Regions from separate parts of the Mus musculus genome. Here all the other regions are linked to region 1. The links are chromatin contacts, called in public promoter capture Hi-C maps. All regions are on one chromosome and are shown on one strand. The core of a region is the stretch at or near the end of the contact, and the rest is flanking DNA. Distances in the headings are between cores, read along the strand shown.

Region 1 (2,984 bases), core at 151-2,650:
GCTGTCACTGCTGGGCTCTGCTGCAGAAGTCTCCGGGACTGCCCCAAGCTCACACCCAAGAGCCTAAAAGCACATAGGATCCAGGTGCTTTTCCAAAAACATAGAGGCTGCAGCCTTCCCTCTGAGCTACCAGATTCACCTTTCACAGGGCCCCTTGAGTTCTTTGCTAGCTTCACCTACCAGTCCCCATAACCACCAGACTCTTTCAGAACAACTGTCCCATCCTGGGAGTGCCATAGACACTTCAGTGGCAGTGGCCGGCCCCAGAGCGCATCATGAATTAATTCTTCATTAGCCCTTGCAACAGTCCCAAGTCTCATTGTTACCATTGGATAGACCAGGAACAGAAGAGCCCAGTCACTTAGATGACCAGTGACCACCACTTGAAGGCTCTGTCCATGCAGCCAGCTCCTTTGCTCCCACCTCCAGATTACACTGAGATGGGCGGTTGCTCCTAAGAGACACTAGATGGTTAGCCAGCTAAAAACAACTCTGAAGGACCCTATAAAGAAGAGGGCAAACTAGTGATGGCCAGGGGCAATGAAGGAGAGCTGGTATTATGACCAAGTCACAGGGACCCCAAAGGCCACCAAGGAGCCAATGATACAAACACATAAGAGCCTTTATTACAAGCTCATGAGCAAGGTCTCTCTCACCAACCCTGTGTCAGCGGGTCAGAGTCTAGGTGCAGGGTATTTATTGGTAGTTGTAGCAGTCCATTGGGCATGGAAAACTGGGTTTACCTGAAATGAAAAGGGATGGGCTGTGAGAGAAGGATGAGACCAAGACAAAGGTTCTGATCAAGGCTCCAAGTTTAATATTCAGCACTGTGTTTATATAGGGAGAACCCACAGACCCATACTTTGTTTCAGCTGGATTATGTTGCAAAGCAAGCTCAGTGGGCAGTCTACACCTCTAAGTTCTTGTAGGAAACTACGTGCTGAGAGGCTGACAACTCCACCTAGGTCATGTAACCCATTCTAGCAAGCACTCAAGGTCTGTTTAGCCTGCACAAGGCTGGGAGAAGGGCACAGGTAGTTACAACAAGCTTGGAGAATTTCTATACGGGTCAGCAAGTTAATATTTTAAAAATTGCTGGGGCTGGAGAGATGGCTCAGCAGTTACGAGTGCTGACTGCTCTTCCAAAGATCCGGAGTTCAAATACCAGCAACCACATGGTGGCTCATGAAATCTAATGCCTCCTTCATCAGGCAGTGGTGGCGTATGCCTTCTGAAGTGTCTGAAGACAGCTACAGTGTACTTACATATAATAAATAAATCTTTTTTTTTTAATTGCATTTCTGGTGTAATCTGCAGGAACTGAACATAGGGGTAAAACCATGTGACAAACCGGATGGCTAGGTTACCTCTCCTCTGCAGGATCTTATCTGTATGTACCTTGACCCTGCTATTGGGATATGTGCTCAAGTGGACTTTGTGGTTTTCTTCCTGGAATTGGGAGTTTAGCCCCTGGTCTAGCACAAAAATGGAGTTTTTTCAAAAACTGAGTTATTTGGGCTTTTTTATACTGGGACTACAAAAGAGTGGTACCAGTTAGGAGGAGGTAGCACACGCCTTTTATCCCAGCTCTTGGGAGGGAGAGGCAGGCAGGCCTCCATGAATTCAAGGCCAACCTGGTCTACAGAGCAAGTTCCAGGACAGCCACGACTACACAAAGAAACCCTGCCTCGGAAAACCAAATATATACATATATATGTACATATACATACATATGGATAAGTCTTGTCATAAAAAAAAAAAAAAAAAAAAAAACAGGTAATGCCAAAGATGGCAGCCTGGACCCTGTTCCTTCCTGATTTCACGAGGGGCCAAGCACAGCAAACTCTGTGGCCTGTCCCCTGCAGCTGTCACCCCTACAGAGTAAAGCCACCTACACTCAGGCAGTGGCTGCTTTTCCTAAGTCACCATGGTAACTGGTGCAAAGAGAGGGTGATGGGCTTTGGGCAGGACCTCCCGGCCATCTCAGTATGTCTGCTCAGAGGGCTAAAATCAGCACTTTGCAGTTCTTTCCTTCTGGCTGACTCTTTACCCACATTCAATGCTTTCACTAGTTATATGAGGTAGACTTTGTCATATTGAAACTGAAATACCAAACTGGCAATGTTTATAAAAAAGATGAAGATTCAAGAAGGCTTAAGGAAAGCAGAAAAGGACCCCAATCTGCTCTACTGACTCCTCGTTCTCTCTCCAACCTGTTATAACTGTCCTGATAAAACTGCCTCCTTGCCGGGCAGTGGTGGTGCACGCTTTTAATCCCAGCACTCAGGAGGCAGAGGCTGGCCGATTTCTGAGTTCAAGGCCAGCCTGGTCTATAAAGTGAGTTCCAAGACAGCCAGGGCTACACAGAGAAACCCTGTCTCGAAAAACCAAGAAAACAAAACAAAACCTGCCTCCTCTCTGCACTACTCCCTTAAGTAGCTTCCCTTTCCTCTCTTGTGACAGTTGGGCAGATCCTATTCTGTCAAATCTTTCTCTGATTCATCACTTTTCTGACAACTAGACATCACTTTCAAAAATGGGTGCTTCCTTGTACAAACTAACTTTACCTCCACTGTTGGAGATTAAAGGTGTGTGCCAAGGGCTGAGCCACACCACAACTAGAAACGGGGGGGGGGGGGGGGGGGTGTTGTTGTTTGGTTGGTAGGTTGACTTCTTTTGTTTTTTTTTCAGTAAATGACATCATTTTTGAGTTCACAGTATGATTCTGCAATATATTAGTGGGGCCATTTTAAAACCCAAAACCTGGGAGATTGTCTCATGTAGTCAGGTTGACTCCAAGCTTGTTTGTTCTATAGCTGAAAACAACATAAAAGAATCTTGTGCATCCACCTGCTCAGTGGGTGCTGAGCTCACAGGCACGTGCCACCAACTACAGGCCTTCTCCATGCTTGGCAGACTTTCTACCAATTCACCAAACTGCACTGACAGCAAAGCCTTTCTGTGCTTCTCTGACCCCATGTGTC
Region 2 (2,984 bases), core at 135-2,634, 210 kb before region 1:
TAAAATAAAAATAAGTAAATCTTTTAAAAAAAAATAAGGTGGAAAGTGAAAAATAAAGACACACCTGACAGCAACCTCTGGCCTCCATGTGCACACACCACATACAGGTACAGCACACACCCATGCATTGCTCGATTACTCACATAAGTGTGTGTGAGCACACACATACACACACACACACACACACACACACACACACGATAGATAGATAGATAGATAGATAGATAGATAGATAGATAGATCGATAGATAGATAGACAGACGGTCTCTATGGGAGACACAGAAGACAAAAGGACCCAGAGAAAATGAGAAGTAGAAAGGCTGGCTCAGGAAGTGGATTTCACAGTCCCACTGACAGAAGCCACTGAGCCGTCTGTCCGCAAGGCAAGGTGACAGAAGTCAGCCTTTGCGGCAACCAGCTGGCCCCACCTGCTCACAGTGGGCCTCTGACCCTGATCGTCCCTTCCAGCTGACTTTTATTTGATACCTGGTATGTGCCGGGGACCTGTGAGAAGTGCTCTGGACACTTCCAGCCTGGGAAGAGACATAAAGCTTAAGGGACAGCATCTCTATAGCATCCCGGGCTTTAAAGGGATCCCCAGACCTTTCCCCTTCTGCCTTCCTCTTCCCAGTTTGAGGAGTGCTCAGTTAAGCCAGATACCCCAGAATTGGAGTCTGAGGAACACCCTCCTGACCTATAGGACCTCGGATCCCCAGTATCCTCCTAGCCCCTCTGACCACAGTCTCCATCATCAGTCCACCTCTCACCTGTCTGTCTCAGAGCCAAGCCTGTGACCTCTGCTCACCCTGTCCACCGCCACAGGTGCCCTTCACTAGCGGGTCCAGAAAGGAGGATGCCTCTGCTTGCCTGGAGACCGTTGCTCCGCACATTTTACCCAAGCAACTCGGATCTTACCACTCTTCTCACTGCAAACCGCCGCCGCCATCAGTTCCCTTGGGTTCACAAAAGCCCAGCTTTACAGCAAGAACTTGGGCCAGCAAGGACCTATTCACAGGGACCAGCCTAGCCAACTGCTCTCGGTGAGGAGCCAGGAATGTGAAAACGTTAATGGTTGCAGGGCTGCTTGCCCTTCTGCACCCCCACCCTCCAGTGCTCCCCCGTTGCCCTATCCCTTCCTCTGAACTGGGTCTGTTGTATCCGTGCGGATCAAGAGTCAAGACCTCCGGGGTTGAGGGACAGGAGGGAAGGAGGCTCTAGGGAAATCCGTACAACTCAGAGGGCCCTCTGTCTCTGCCGTTCCTTCTGCCAGGTCTCCATTCCCTCTCACACCCACCCCCCTCAGCACCCCAGGGGGGTTCACTTTACTCTCCTGCTCTGACTGGGAGAGACCACGCCTTTGACTGAGACCACGCCTTAACTCCTCCCCAGCCCAGAGTCCACACACGGCCCAGGTCCCAGAACCTTGGAACCTTGAATTATTCCGCTTGAACCCCTAAGAGGTCACAGCGGTGATGTTCTTTCCATAAAATGATAAAAGTAACCATCCGACTAAGTAGCCCTCAGATGCCAGGCACCCACTGGCCCCAACTCCAGCCCACTGGGCTTGTGCATTCCTCGGAACTCTCTCCTTCCATCCCCACCCCTACATTTCCTGTCAGTCCCTACTATCCCCTGTTGGGGTGTCTATGCCCACTGATCCCGGGGGGGGGGGGGTGGGGAACAGGACTGACAGAACCCACCCCCTTATGAACACTGGAGGAGGAAGTAGCTACTGGAGGTCACTGTCTTGGCCATTTCCTGTTTCAGGAACAAAGATGCCAAAATATGTTCCTTTTTCTTATGAAAAAAATGTAGGGGTTTTGAGAGTTGGAATTCCCAGAACCATTGTCGATGCTGTGAGCTGACCGGGTTGGAAGCCTTTGCCAAGGCTGCCTGGGCTGTTCTCACGGGTGAGTGTCTAGAGGCAGTTCTGGAAATGATGTCTGGATCTCTCTCACTGATGGACAGGCCTGACCTCAGCCTCCTGTCCTCCCAGGGTTCAGGGGGAACTTATGCAGAGGAGAGAGTCCCCTCTCCAGACCTTTGGCTACTTGGATGGCCTGAAAGGGTGAAACATAAGATACAGCAGCACTTGGGCTTTGAGCTTAAAGTCACTCTGTCCTGAAGGCAGACAGCTTAGTGAAAGCCATTTCTGTCCTCTGTCTCAGGCTAGGCCACTTATAAGCCCCATCGGAATGACCAAATAGTATCAATTTGCATGAAACCAGAACCTTCTAGGCTGTCCAGGAATGGGGGAGCATGGAAGTAAAGGGGATCGGGAAAACGGGGCTCTACCAATACGACCAAGATAGACAGACCTAGAGCCGGGACAGGAATGTCCACGAGTCGGTGTGGCCTCGGGAGACACAGAGCCAAGCCCCCAGGACCTTCCCATCCTGGATCTGGGTAGCAGGTGGCAAGTACCCTCTGTGTGCTGGCTCCATATTGGCCAGCTTTGCCTCTGGTCTATGTTGTTAGTATCGGGCCTGCCCAATTCCCTCCTCATCCTTCTTATTCATTCAACAAACATTTAAGCAGTCTTTATACTGGAAGGTAAACACTACTAGACGGTAGGTCCCCAAAGGTATATGAGATTCACCAGGGCCCTGGCGTGGTGAAGCTAACATCTAACTAGGAAGATACACGGAAAAGCTTTTGTTCACAATCCAGTGTGAGAAAAGCCTTTGTTCACAATCCAGTGTGAAAGTCCGATCGTATATAGGCCATGGAAACGGACAAAGTGCAAGACCCAGGGGAGAATCCACAGACAATAGAAGACTATTGACCTGGCTGAACATTTTGTGTGTGATCTCCATTTTCATCGTGTGGGTCCTGGGGTTTGAACTCAGATCGTCAGGCCTGGCCTCAAGCACCTTTACCGGGTGGGCCATCTCAACAGGCCAAATGTATTATCAATCAAAGCAATCGTCTCAAGGGAAAGTAGAGAGACAGTCTAGATCCGTCCACCCCTGTTCCAAGCAATA
Region 3 (2,984 bases), core at 300-2,799, 150 kb before region 1:
TGGCTGTGCGGTGCTGTTTCTTAGCTCTCCCCTTTCTACTTAGTGAAGAGGAGAAAAGAACCCATCCTTCGGACACATAAAAATCTCCCCAGCTCTTTCAAGTTTCCGCCTAGGGGCTGGGGGCTTAGCTCAGTTGGTAGAATAGGCTTGCCAGCATGTACAACGTCCTGGGTTTGACCCCCCCTCAGGACCCCAGGGGTCCATAAATGAGTTGTGGTGCTGCATGCCTGCCATCCCAGCGTTTTGGAATTAGAGGAAAGAGGGCCAGAAGTTCACGGTCATCCTCAGCTACTTATCAAGTTCCAAGCCAGCCTGGGCTATGTGAGAGCCTATCCCCCTGAACGAAGAAATTTCCCTTTTTTATAGTTTTAGAGACAAGCTAGCTCAGACGTACCAGAGATCTACCTGCCTCTGCCTCCTGAGTGCTAGGACTCAAAACATATGCTAACCACAGGCAGCCTGAGCCGATTACTTCTAAAAGTACATACATCCTGGCTCTAGACTAGTGAATGTTACCAGGTTTTATACAAAATAGGCACAGCTGCCATGAACCTTACACTAAATGCCAACAGAATATGGAGACAGGACCAGTATTATCGCTAATTGTTTCTATAATGAATAAATGTTAGGGCTAAAGAGACAGCTCCACGCACAGCGGGTCTCAATCCCCCTAATGCTGTGACCCTTTAATACAGTTCCTAAGGTTGTAGTGACCCCCCAACCATAAAATTCTCTCCATTGCTACTTCTTTGTTTTGTTTTGTTTTGTTTTGTTTTGTTTTGTTTCGAGACAGGGTTTCTCTGTGTAGCCCTGGCTGTCCTGGAACTCACTCTGAAGACCAGGCTGGCCTCCAACTCAGAAATCCACCTGCCTCTGCCTCTCAAGTCCTGGGATTAATAGGCGTGTGCCACCACTGCTCGGCTGGCTTCATTGCTACTTCCTAACTCTAAATTTGCTATTGTTACGAATCACAGTGTAAATATCTGGTATGCAGGATATCTGATATGAGGCCCCTAGGAAAGATTGTTTGACACCCACCCCCCAAGGAGTTGTGACCACAGAACCACTGCTCAAGCAGACTTAAACCTGGTTTCCAGCACCTTGGTTCACAACCACTTCTAACTCTATCTCCGGGAAATCTAACCCTCTCTTCTGGACTCCACGGACACTTGCATTCATATGCACCGACATGCATGCTTTAAAAATGATATGAAGATCAGTTTTAAAAAACATAGTTTCAAAAAGGATAAATACTATCAGGGAGGAGGCTTAAAGGGGAAACCGGAAGTGGCAGCAGACAGCTCCTTGGACGATCTGCCTTACCCGGTGACGAACGCTAGGATAAGGCTTACAGACCGAGCTCACCCTCATACCAACTGTCCCCACACTGTCTCTAGAGTGTCCTGTAATACAGAGACAACAACGAACAGCTTAGAGCCCAGAGCCCCAGGTAGACAGAACTGGGGCTTAAATATACAAGGACTGCTCTATTGTCACCGCTGCTCCCAGACTGGGACGAGTTAGCCAAAAGTCATTGCAACCGTTTAAGGACCATTGATTGGTTGAGAGAAAGCCGCTTTTCTCCGACTTCACTGATTCAGCAGAACTGACTCTCTTTACAAGGACGTTAGAGCTGAGTTTTGCAATTTAAGCCCTCGGTATCCAATTCCCCCCACCTATCACCTTTACCACCGCCTGTCCCTTCCCACACCCCCACACCTGCCCCCCCCCCCCCCCCCCCCGCTCCAACAGAAAAGCTGTTGGGTCATAATTTTGTTGTTGACGGTGTTTTGTTTTGTTGGGCTTTTTGAGATGAACTCTTAACTGGTACCAGGTGAACTCAGACTGCTACACAGCTGAGGGGGCCCTTGAATTCCTGATCCTCCTGCCTCTACTCCCCAAATGCTAGGATGGCAAGCATGTGCTCTTATGCCTAGTTACCTGGTTCATAATTGAATCAAGATAGAACACAAACTAGTGTTGTGTTTTGTTTTTGGTATTTTTTTGTTTGTTTTGCTTTATTTTGTCTTTTTTTTTTCAAGACAGGGTTTCTCTGTGTAGCCCTGGCTGTCCTGGAACTCACTTTGTAGACCAGGCTGGCCTCGAATTCGCAAAGATCCACTTGCTTCTGTCTCCCAAGTTCTGGGATTAAAGGCATGTGCTACCACACCTGGCCCCTATTGGTTGTTTTAAACATAGATCCAAAGTCACATATACACCGAATCAAAGTAGGATACACTGTAAGAATAAACTACTGTCTATAACCCCAGAACCCAGAAGTAACCATTACAAACACATCAGCAGATAGCTTTTGCTTTTTCATATGTCGATTCACATACAGATTACGGTCTCCTTGGAATCATCAGTACTATTTTTGTAATTTTTTTTCACTTAATAAAATGGCAACATTTTTCTGCATATTTAAACCGTTTCTTACGTTACGACTTTTATAACTGAATAATTTCAGCTTACAGCTAGAACTTGTATAATCATGATCCTTTAATTGCACATATGGGTTTTTTTTTTTAATCTGGTTTTGCAATATTAAAAAATATTTTCAGGCAACTGCCCTGCAGGTAAAGCTCAGATGATTTCTTCTGGGCTTATTACTCAAAATGAAATCTCTGAGGTAAAGGAGTCACAGGTTAGGGATCGTATACTTATCCCTGTCAGAAATGCTGAGCCTCTTGAGTACCTGCCAGCTGTTTAACGTGTTTATATGTGTTTCTTATCTACATTGTTTATTTAAAATTTTTTTTCTGGGGGCTGGAGCAATGGCTCAGGGGGTTAAGAGCACTGGCTCTTTTTGAAGAGGACCTGGTTCAGTTCCTAGCACCTGCCTGATGGTTGGCACATCTTTAACTCTAGTTCCAGGGGCTATGACACCTTCTTATAAGTCTCTACAGGCACCAGGCACACAGGTGGGGCGAACACACACACACACACACACGAACACAGATAAAATAAAAACAAATCTTTGAAAA

Evidence for each region. Promoter capture Hi-C pulls out the DNA fragments that hold promoters and counts their contacts.
Region 2: a promoter capture Hi-C map of liver shows a contact between it and region 1. The contact joins two enhancer-like sites. A contact is called at or near these places in 12 of 39 promoter capture datasets (the 3T3-L1 cell line, the C10 cell line, the HPC-7 cell line and 6 more), 1 of 15 datasets of contacts at CTCF or cohesin (pro-B cells), 33 of 484 Hi-C or Micro-C datasets (the 3T3-L1 cell line, B cells, the G1E-ER4 cell line and 8 more), 27 of 115 datasets of contacts at active chromatin or transcription factors (CD8 T cells, the SCID.adh cell line, T-cell acute lymphoblastic leukemia and 18 more) and 1 of 9 other capture datasets (embryonic stem cells).
Region 3: a promoter capture Hi-C map of liver shows a contact between it and region 1, with 2.6 times the contacts expected there. The contact joins two enhancer-like sites. A contact is called at or near these places in 13 of 39 promoter capture datasets (the 3T3-L1 cell line, 3T3-L1-derived adipocytes, the HPC-7 cell line and 7 more), 8 of 484 Hi-C or Micro-C datasets (the G1E-ER4 cell line, embryonic stem cells and morula) and 1 of 9 other capture datasets (embryonic stem cells).

What each region holds. Positions count from the first base shown.
Region 1 is chr17:83,481,956-83,484,939 of GRCm38.p6, forward strand. It overlaps LOC115488798 (a long non-coding RNA gene), which reads right to left. Exons shown (of 2, transcript XR_003952357.1): 2 at 1-743. Among named protein-coding and RNA genes, the nearest start is that of Gm46594, 10 kb to the left of the region's middle. Within about 2 kb of position 1,401, at least 16 of the 459 cell types and tissues checked have an H3K27ac peak or open chromatin away from gene starts, as enhancers often do. A contact at or near this core is called in liver, where this site is marked.
Region 2 is chr17:83,272,462-83,275,445 of GRCm38.p6, forward strand. No RefSeq gene overlaps it. Among named protein-coding and RNA genes, the nearest start is that of Gm24240, 4.0 kb to the left of the region's middle. Within about 2 kb of position 1,385, at least 41 of the 459 cell types and tissues checked have an H3K27ac peak or open chromatin away from gene starts, as enhancers often do. A contact at or near this core is called in liver, where this site is marked.
Region 3 is chr17:83,333,937-83,336,920 of GRCm38.p6, forward strand. No RefSeq gene overlaps it. Among named protein-coding and RNA genes, the nearest start is that of Eml4, 16 kb to the right of the region's middle. Within about 2 kb of position 1,550, at least 23 of the 459 cell types and tissues checked have an H3K27ac peak or open chromatin away from gene starts, as enhancers often do. A contact at or near this core is called in liver, where this site is marked.